Regions from separate parts of the Mus musculus genome. Here region 1 is linked to region 2. Evidence: chromatin contacts called from public HiChIP or PLAC-seq data. All regions are on one chromosome and are shown on one strand. The core of a region is the stretch at or near the end of the contact, and the rest is flanking DNA. Distances in the headings are between cores, read along the strand shown.

Evidence for each region. HiChIP or PLAC-seq counts read pairs in DNA pulled down with a chosen protein or histone mark.
Region 1: a contact with region 2 is called in an H3K27ac HiChIP or PLAC-seq map of extraembryonic endoderm stem cells, with 4 times the contacts expected there. The contact joins the promoter of Tceal5 here to the promoter of Nxf7 in region 2. A contact is called at or near these places in 5 of 39 promoter capture datasets (hippocampal neurons, liver, pre-B cells and 1 more) and 1 of 115 datasets of contacts at active chromatin or transcription factors (extraembryonic endoderm stem cells).

Annotation. Positions count from the first base shown.
Region 1 is chrX:136,202,061-136,207,227 of GRCm38.p6, forward strand. It overlaps Tceal5 (transcription elongation factor A (SII)-like 5), which reads right to left and starts at 1,824. Exons shown (of 3, transcript NM_177919.3): 1 at 1,707-1,824; 2 at 325-392.
Region 2 is chrX:135,595,175-135,600,336 of GRCm38.p6, forward strand. Nxf7 (nuclear RNA export factor 7) reads right to left here and starts at 3,603. Exons shown (of 23, transcript NM_130888.2): 1 at 3,504-3,603.

The DNA.
Region 1 (5,167 bases), core at 574-3,073, 610 kb after region 2:
TTTCAACTTACAAAGAACAACAGGAATTGATGGAGTATTTTCATTTTTTCTTATCCTTGCATTTATAAAACTTATTTTAAAAGCATATGCAGATTTTAGGGGGTGAGGCTCTGATAGCCTCAGAGAGTATGATGAATGCCACCCTTTCTCCTCCCCTACGTAGCCTCCATGTTGGCATCGCCAGCTGCAAAGGATCAAATTCCCTCAGGACTGTGCAATGTGTCTTGAGATTGTAATGAGGAGGATTGGAGGGAAGAGGTGAGCAGTGGCCGCTCCATCTTTTGCTCTAATTCCAGGGTGGAGCACATCCCTTCTCTCACTAACCTGCACTGATGCTGCAGGTCTTCTGTTTCCTTGGCTGGGTTGCTGCCCACAGCCACAGACTTGAAGACCTGTGGGGAGATGGGAATCAGGTGGTGAAGGATTAGAAGTCGAAAATGACTAACAGGCAGGACCAAGAATCTTCGTCCAAACTTTCCCAGTTTCTCCCTCTCAGTCCATCGTCCTTTCTCTGTGTTCTCTGATTTTCTTCCATGTGTTTCCCTCAACAGTTTACCTTTTTTTCTAGTCCTAAGGCTGCAGAAAAGAAAACTGTTTCCCTGTGTCTGATTTCCCTGCACAAATCTGCTCTCACTTCACCGAAATGAGTATAGCTCAGGAGTTTGAAAGTCAGAAGTCAGGTCTTGCTGTCCTCAGATCTCTGTACCAGGACCCCCTACCCAACCCCCACCCCTAGGGGCCCTTGATAATAGCTGAGTACTTTTCTGAAAACGGAGATAGAGGAAGCAGGAGAAGGCAGGGCAGATATAACTACAGCACTGCATTCACTCCTTCCTCCACACAAACCCAGAAAAAAACCCACCCAGCTTTCTACAGTGAAAGGGACAAATTATTTCTGAACCCATTTTGGGTTTTTAATACCTGCTGTGGAATCCCTCCGAGTTGGGGAGTCACTCCCTAATTAGGAGCTGAGCCTCCTACTAAACCTGTTTCTCTCCTCTGCAGCAACCCCCACTCTTGGTCACCTCGGCCTACCATTTTGGGATCCAAATTGGTTGGGGGGGGTGGAGAAGGGAAAAGGAGAAAAAAAAAAAAGAAAAAGAAAGAGAAAAAGAAAAGGGAAAGGAAAGGAAAAGGAGCCTTGGCTTGGACAGTTCACCTTTCTCAACCTGGAGTCAGGACCCCTGCCCCTCTCCTCCTACCTAAAAGGGATTAGGCCATCACCACCCCCACTCCCTCCGCTGTCCCCTCCCCCACCCTCCTCCTCTATAAGGCAATGTAGCTCAATCACTGTTCCCATGACATCTCTATTGGTATTCTGTACCCCTGTTCTCCTTCCAGTGACCCCGTCCCCCATCCCCATCCATTTCCTGCAGCAAGTCGGTGAGCATCTGGAAAGGACTCCAGGATCTGTTTGGAATCAGCTCTGGTCTTAGCCTGCTGTCATTCCTACCCAGCGCTCTGCAGGCACTGAAGGATTTGTAGTTATCCCTGGGAAATGACTCCTTCTCACATTTCCTTCTGCCATTAGCCCACAGTTCTCCGAGAATATCAGAGCGGCTACCCCCAACACTCACACAATCTTCTTCGCCAAAATGAATGGGGGTGGGAAGGAGGCGGTATCTGAAAAGCAGACAGAGTCCTCTCTGCTCGGTAGCCTCTGTCCATTACCACCCCTCCCTCAGGAATCCCTGGCTTGTACCAACCTGCCGGGCTATAGGGCAGTTGCCCCCCCTCTGTCGTTCAGTTTCAAGTCTGCCTTCCTCCACGGAGATAAGGAGCTGGTAGCTGGTACCTGGAAGAGAGAGACTTCTGCATACGTCTGCTCCTGATCACGTGACAGGAACGTCACCAGTGGGCTCAGGTCCCTTAGTTCCCCTCCCAAGCACAAGAAAGTGCGTCAGGAGCCAGCCTACTTTCCCCCTCACTACCCCCACCACTTTCTGTCCCTTCCCCCACAGCATGAGGCCTTGTCATTCATTTTGTTACTTGCAAATTCCAGAGGTCAAATATGGTTCGTGATGTGTGTTTAGTCCTGTGTGCTCATTAGGGAGAGGCTGCATCTTTTCCTAATACCGTTTCCTGTTAAGATCTCAGAGGACTTGGGGACCGCTTTATCGTTTTTTTAAAAAGGGCAAATCATATACTTCTTCAATCCACTTCATCTCTTAGCCACCGATGTTCATTCTACACATGGTCTACACCTGCACATAAAGGGTAGGGTCAGATCATTTGGAAGTGAAGCAAGCTGTGGAAATGGAGATTTTCTTTTCTTTTTAATAGTTTCTTTTTTAAAAAAAAACTTCATTTATTCTACTGAACATGTGTTATTCTTATGAGCACAAAACTATTTCATTTAAAATAAAGTGTTTAAAATAAGGGAAAAGATCGGTCTCCAATTTTTCTACTCTGAAGACCTGTCACACTTGTACTTGAATTGGCTACTTACAAAATACCAAATGTTCTCAAACAATTGTTGAACGATAGGTAGAAAACTAATGATTAACAAAATACCAGTTTCGAACATTGGACTGTGGCTATCTCACTCACCCTGAGGAAGGGAAAGAGCTATGTAACCCAGGTGATGCAGAACGTTTGTATCATCCATACTTTGGGAAGAGAAGAGGAAGCCCTGGTTCCCTCCCCCGCCCATGTTTCAGAGCCTCTCCTCTTTTTCTGCATTTGGACACCCGAATGTGTTGACCTTTTCAAAAACCTACATAGTAGGTGACACAGGTAGTCAATTTAATAAATGCTTTTTAACACATTTCTCTCTCTCCTCCAGAGTCCCACCAGAAGAAATCAGCTCCAGCATAGAAGAAAGGAAAATCAGATCTCCTCTATCCTCTTGCAACTTTGGGTTTCAGGAAGCCTGAAGAAGTAATTAGTGCAAGGAGAGCCCTTAGACCTGTTTCCTTCCTGACGTTATTCACAAACCTTGGCAGAAGGAAGCTTCCCTAGACACGGCCTTCTCCCTTCTATATTACTTGGACAGTATGGCTTGCAAGGTCTTTCAACTTGGCCACCTTCACCACCAAGGCATCCAAGAAATGCCTACCCATTCTTCAAGGTTTCTGACTATAATCCATACTCATCTTTTGGTACCTTCTGACTTGGTATTTGACATGCTGATTATACTGGTTGATCTAGACCATGTGTTCTGACCTGACCACCCAGGATAATATTGAAGGGATATATGTGCAGGAATTATTGGGCTATATAGACTCTGTAGGATGATCTATGTCATAGGAACTTAAAAATAACTCTGATACATAAGCAGGACATAATGAGGAAGCAGGAAGTATGAGCTTGAGAAAAGAAAAGACACTATGCATGAATGTAATTGAGAGGAGAAACAGATACTCAGTCCTTGAGTTCAAGCATTTTCTTTTCTTTTTTAAGTTTAATTAATTTTTTTACTTGTTCATTTTATATCCCACTCACTCCTCCCCCCTTTTCCCTCCCCTTCTCCTCTCAGCTGGAAGGGCCCCCCTAGGTATCCCTCCACCCTGGCACTTCAAATCTCTGTGAGGCTAGGTGCTTCCTCTCACTCTGAGGCCAGACAAGGCAGCCTGGCTACTAGAACATATCCCACAGACAGGCAACAGCTTTTGGGATAGGCCCCATCCCAGTTGTTCGGAACCCATATGAAGGCCAAACTGCACGTCTGCTATGTATGTGCTGGGAGTACTAGGTCTAGCCCGTTATGATCTTTGGTTGGTGGTTCAGACTCTGAGAGCCCCAAGAGTCCAGGTTAGTTGACTCTGTTGGTCTTCCTGTGGAGTTCCTATCCCCTTTAGGCAGCAATCTTTCCTCCTATTCTTCCACAACAGTCCCCAAGCTCCATCTACTGTTTGGTGGTGGATATCTGATAGCTGTCTGAGTCAGCTGCTGGGTGGAGCCTTTCACAGGACAGCCATGCTAGACTCCTATTTGAAAGCATAGCAGAGTATCATCAATAGTGTTAGCGATTGGTGCTTGTCCATGGGATGGGTCTCAAGTTGGGCCACTGCACTAGGTTTCAAAAAGATGCAGCCACTATTGAAATATGTGTGGAGAGGTCTCAAGGAGCTACAAATGAGTCTGCCATAAACCCCAGCTATACTACTCGTTACATATGTCCAAGGGACTAGGCATCCTACTTCACAGACACTTGCTCAGCCATGTACATTGCTTTTGTATTCACTATATCTAAGAAATGGAAGCAACCTTAATTGTTTTCAACCAAACCAAACCAAACCAAACCAAACCAAACCAAACCAAACCAAAAATCAAATAATGAAAACTGGGTACACATACATGGAATACTCTTCAGCTATAAAGCAAAATGAAGCACTGAAATCCCAAGATAAAATTATATTGTGTAAGGTAACGTAGAACCACAAAGAGAAATGACACATGCTCTCTTATTTGTGGTTCCTATCTCTGGATCTTTATGTGTACACTGTAGCTTATATGCATATTATATTCTTATACATACATATATATGAATGAAAAGGAAGCTGGACCCATGAAATGTTAACCTTATGGCTGCTTAAACAAGACCCAAAAAATGAAAACAGTTGGTATGCCAATATGGATGGGAGAAATCTCAAGAATTCACACTCCTAGACGAAGAACTACAATCAATTAATGATCACTGTGGTGGTTTGAAAAAGAATACCCCCCATAAACTCATATATTTGAATGCTTAGTCATCAGAGAGTTGAACTCCTTGAAAGGATTGGAAGGATTTGGAGGTGTGGCCTTGTTGGTGTCACCATAGAACAGAATGTAGAACTATCAACTGCTTCTCCAGCATCATTCATGCCATGCCTGCTGTCATGTTCCTTGTTGTAATGATAACAAACTAAAACTGTGAAATTATAAGCAAGCCCCCAATTCAATGCTTTCTTTTTTCCTTGGTTATGGTGTCTCTGAGCAGCAATAAAACACTGACTAAGAGTGCTAAGAGTGGGCAAATCAGCCTTCTCCAGAAACAGTCAGTCACATGATAGATTATTTAATCCCAAGACGTCAGATCTAAACACATAGACATATTAGTAACATTAAAGGGACTCATCAGATTGTATTTATAAATGTATGTATGTCTGTGAAAATAAAGAATAAGAAGCCATGAATTTGAGAAGGTGTCATAGTTGGACACAGGAGATGTTGGAAGGAGGAG
Region 2 (5,162 bases), core at 2,353-4,852:
TGGAAGGCTAAAAGAAGAAGCTAGGGAGGAAGGTGACCCTGTAGGAAGACCAGCAGTCTCAATTAACCTGTATCCCCAAGATCTCTCAAACACTGGACCACCAAACAGACAGCATCCACCAGCTGATATGAGGCCCCCAACACACATACAGTAGAGGACTACTGGGTCTGGGTTCAGTCAGAGAAGATGCACCTAACCTCAAGAGACTGGAGGCCCCAGGGTGTTTAGAAGTCTGATTGGGTAGGGGTGGGGATAGGGACATCCTGCTGGAGACAGGGGCACAGGGAGGAGGTATGGGATGTGGAATAGTCAGAGGGTAGATGGGGTCGGGGGGGGGAATAAAATCTGGAGTGAATAAATAAATAAATAAATAAATAAATAAATAAATAAATAAATATTTTATCTGCATGTCTTTTGCATGTTCTTTGTGACACTGGAAAAGGGAGGCTGTAGCAAGGAATCTAAGGAACAAAACTTAGTACAGAAGAAGGAAATCTCAGTATGTTGCTGACCTCAGGAGAGCGTGAACGTAAGAGGATGGATGTCCTCCTGCCAACTGCCCCCCTGAAACCTGAAGGATTGCAAAGGAAGAAATTCAGAGCATCTACTTGTTCCCCAGGTTGACCAATTTCTTGAAACCTCAAAGTTTACAAAAGTATCCCCTCCCTTTTGCCTGTTTTCCCTCTTTTGACCACTCACTGCTTCCTGATAACTGCTCATCCCAGAGGAAGTGCTGGGGGAGAAATGAAGCCAGAGCACAGCAGCAAACCAAGAGGCTGCAGGGACCTGAAGAAGGCATTCAGAAATTAACTCTGTGAGAACTGGCTGATAGGAAGTCTCTGATATCCTTGAAAGAAACAGGCTGGATAAGAAATGGGTCAGATGGCTGGCAGAGGAGGGAGGTGCGTGATCTCACAGCTGAACAGGCAGAAAAATCTAGCAGGCCGATGACCACAGGCAGGGCGACAAGGAAGGGGAGGGTGGTCCTACTCTCATTTAAGAGTTTTGCCCTGCAGAGATGAATGCCAGTCTTTAAATCCTCATGATTGCTGCTCATTCTTAATGCCCCTGTCCAGCTCCACCCATTTGCCCTTATTGCACATCTGGTGGGTCCACTATCAGATGAAGACTTCCCAAACCCCTTGTTCTGGGTCAGGCTTTTCAATGTCTGGCCACTCTCAGAAAGTCCTCCTGCACCTCTATAGAAAGCCCTCTCCTAGGACTCCCTGTACTGTGCAGCAGCTACATGTTACACTTTAAAGCCACCACCCTACCCCACCCCACCCCACCCCACCAGACCCCTGACGCGTGCCCTGAGAAAAATCCCAGAGAACAGCTGGTGGGCCTCCTACCAGAAAAGTGGTCTAGGACAGTCAGCCTACAGTACCTTAGTGCTTCCTGGAAAAGTAGGGAGTCTAATCCAGAGTCTGATCAAGCTTTGTCCTTAGGGAGAACAACAACCCTGAACGCCTTCCGTGGGTGGAAACTCTGTGAGCTCACAGCAAACACAGAAATGGCCTAGCTTGATTCTTGATGTTGAGAGAAAGAGAGCAGTCATGTGACTGTCTGAACCGAGTGAGCAGGCTTTGTGAGGGGTTCAGGCATCCCTAGCTTGCTTCTGAGGTATTAGGGGAGGCGTTGCGCATGCACCCACATGCATCTTAGCATGTGACAGCAAGAACAGCAGTAACTGAGTAACTGAGGTAGTCCCGTGATGGCAAGACTTTTGCCTCAAGAAGGACTGAAGTACAAAATCCAGGAACGCCTAATCTTCTAACAAAGGCTACTGATAACGTTGGGGAGTTGGGGAAGAGTGTTTGTGCCTTGCAAAGGCAGAGGCAGGGGCAAGGTTGGGCAACAAACCCCGATTCCATCAAAAGCATTGCGAATTAAACAACAACATCAACAAAAACCTAAGACGGACAATGGTGGCAGATGCCTTTAGCCCTAGCACTAAGAAGGCAGAAGCAGGCCGATCTCTGTGAGTTCCAAGCCAGCCTAGTCAACAAAGCTAGTTCCAAGACAGCCAAGGCTACACAAAGTTACCATGTCTCAAAAAATAATAAAATAAAATGAAATAAAATAAAAAGCAAACACATAATAAGATTAAGTATTAAAAATAGAACTTAAAAAGTTTAAGATATGCATGTTACCAACAGAGACCATAGGTCTAGGTCAGCCACATAATTTTATTTTCTCCATGATGACAACATCCCTATGTTGTACAGCCATAGGATTCCATACTATCCTGATATCTGGGAGGGGCTCTATCAGCTCCTTCACAGTTTTGCCCATCAAACCTAGGAAAATAGCACTTAAGAAATTATAGCCACGGACCTAGGTCTAAGTCAACATTTCGTTAGATGTTGTACACCTTCAGGAGTCAGAGAATGTCAATAGATATCCTGCTCCATTACTCTGTAATTTATTCTCCATTTAGAGTCACTCACTGAAACTAAAGCCTAGATGAAATCCAGAAAAAAAAAACAAAAAAACAAAAAACAAAAAACAAAAAACAAACAAACAAAAAAAAACAAGACATCCTTCCGTATCTGACCTCTGGCCGGAGCAGAGCTGGAATTTCAAGCCTGTGTACAGCCACGCCTGGCTTTTGTCATGGCTTCTAGTGATTCAAGCTCAGGTCCCCATCTTTTACCCACTGAGCCACATTCCCTGTTCTGGGACCTATTCCTGAAGAAGAGAGGAAGCAGTAACAGAGACCATCACACAGAAGCAGGATGCAGTCAGAGAGCTCTGCATTAGGTCGACAGCCTTCTGAAGGCTTCGGGTCACAGCAGCAGTTTGTCTGTTCCCACAAAACTCAGGGTTTTCTGTAGGCCACTGAAGTAAATTCTTAAGCTGAGATTAGGTGAGCAGATCGTAAAACTTAACCCCTAACTGAGAATGCAGACCGTTCCCAAGATGATGCAAGGACAGTGCCAGAAGGCATTCGATGACGTCTGTTCAGGCAGACAGACGGCAGACGCCTAGGTAAGAGATAGCAACCAGGAAGTATGGATTGCTCGAAAAGCCGAAGCCCGGAGAGCTTTGGGGTGGAAGGCTTTTCCGTCAGGCAGCCCTAGTTACATAAACACGATCTACTGCCTACACGGTAGCAGCCTTGTGTGGGCTGTGCAGGGTTGAAGTGATGGGGAGACCCGATGCTTTCGCAGGATGAGTCTGAGTCAGTTCCATTGCTCCCTTTAGTGGAGCACAGGCTGGTGAGTCACATATCTTTTTACAGAGATGGCAGAGATGCTGAGGGGCAGAAAAATCCCCCTGCTACGGCCAAGCTCTTTCCCATTTGCCTGTCTACCTACATTCCATGTGGTTTCCATGGCCGTCTAAATGCCAGGCAGTCCAAGGCAGTGATTTTTTTTCCTAAGTCCCAAGTGGACTGGCATAGGAGCCCACAGGTAACTGTCTGTATTAGTCAGGGTTCTCTAGAGTCACAGAACTTATAGGTAGTCTCTATATAGTAAGGGAATTTGTTGATAACTTACAGTCTGTAGTCCAACTCCTCAACAGTGGTCAGCAGCAGCTGTGAATGGAAGTCCAAGGATCTAGCAGTTGCTCAGTCTCACAAGGCAAGCAGGAGAAGAAGAGGGCGTCTTCCTCCTTTCTACTTCCTTATGTAGGTCTCTAGCAGTAGGTGTGGCCTGGATAAAAGGGGTGTGCCACCAAGCCTGGATCTGGGTCTTGCTTTTGTTCCAGATGAACTCAGAGATCCCCTTGCCTTAGTTGCCTGGGATTCACAGCCACTATGCCTCAGGATCTCTACGCCAAGATCCAGATAAGAAAGCCTCAAGGTATGGACTACAGGTCAGCCTTCCATCTGGATTGCAGTTCATTTCATATATAGTCAAGTTTACAACTGGGAATAGCCACTACACTGTCACTCAAATGCCTTTAGCTCATGCTTATGTCGATCCTGTGAATATCTGCTTCACTGTGAGACACCAAAGTCTGACACAAACAATCCAAAAGAAAAGTTGCCCTACTGGTTAGGCTACTGGGGACAGAGGATCTTTATCTACTCTAGGTCCATCCCAACAGAATCATCACCTGTCTTCATACCTTAGGGGCTTTGCCAGAAAGGTCCTGCTTTCTGTCCCTGCTCCCAACTCCACAGCCACAATATACTTTCTTCCCATTCCTTTACAAAACAGTAATGACAACCATTTGTATTGAGGTGACCCCTAATTCTAAGAGGTGGGGGGGCTTGAGGCATCCCACATGAGCAAAGGAGCCCTGGGAGGGTTGATGGTCCTTGGAGCAATCCCATCCCCCCAGGTTGCACTTTAACCTAATTTTCCTACACTCTGCATTCTCACAGGGGCAGTAAGTCAGCTTCTCTGAGCCAGAAGGGCTCCCCACTGGGTCTTGCAGATAAGAGCAGTCTCTAAGTCCCCTCTTCCTGTCCTAGCCTGTCCCTCCAATCTGAGCTCCTGCCTGCCCATTTAGCCCCCTCCCCTCCCCTCCCCAGTGCACTACCTGAGTTCTCTCCAGAGAAACTGTTCAATCCAAAGGACAGCTTGTATACTTTCCATCTTTGAAGTCCACCAAGATTATATCACACACACACTTCAAGGGGCAGTGATACAGCATAAAGGAGGCTCCCCAGGGCATGACCATGGTGAACTCAGGCTTTTTCAGCTGACTAGAAAGTTTTTTTCATGTCCTGTCCAGCTGGATTTTTCCAGCTTGGATCATGTAGGAACAAAATGGGATACGTGGCTGACTATGCCCCCTTCCCACTGCTACCTTGATCACAGGCTCTGCCTGGATGAGGACCGAAGGACAAGCACTGGAGCAGAGGTAGTGAGGGCAGAAGCCATATTCTGCTGCTGCTTGACACTGTCAGGCAGGGTGATTTCCTAAGTACAGTTCTGCAATAGAAGCCTCCCTAGCAGAGACAAGAAGCTGAGGAAGGGGAAGAAAGATGGCTATTGTATCACTCTCCCAGAAAAACGACTGTGATTTTCAAGAGAATAGCTGGGACTGCTCTCTGAAGATCACCACAGCCTAGCTTGGTGAGTGCTGATGTTCTCTCTCTGGAAGAAGGGGTTAGGGATGACAATGGGACCCTCACCTGAGTACCCAACTGCCCCTGTGAACTCATTAAAGGCAATCTTGCTCCTCTAATTTCAGGCAACAATTAG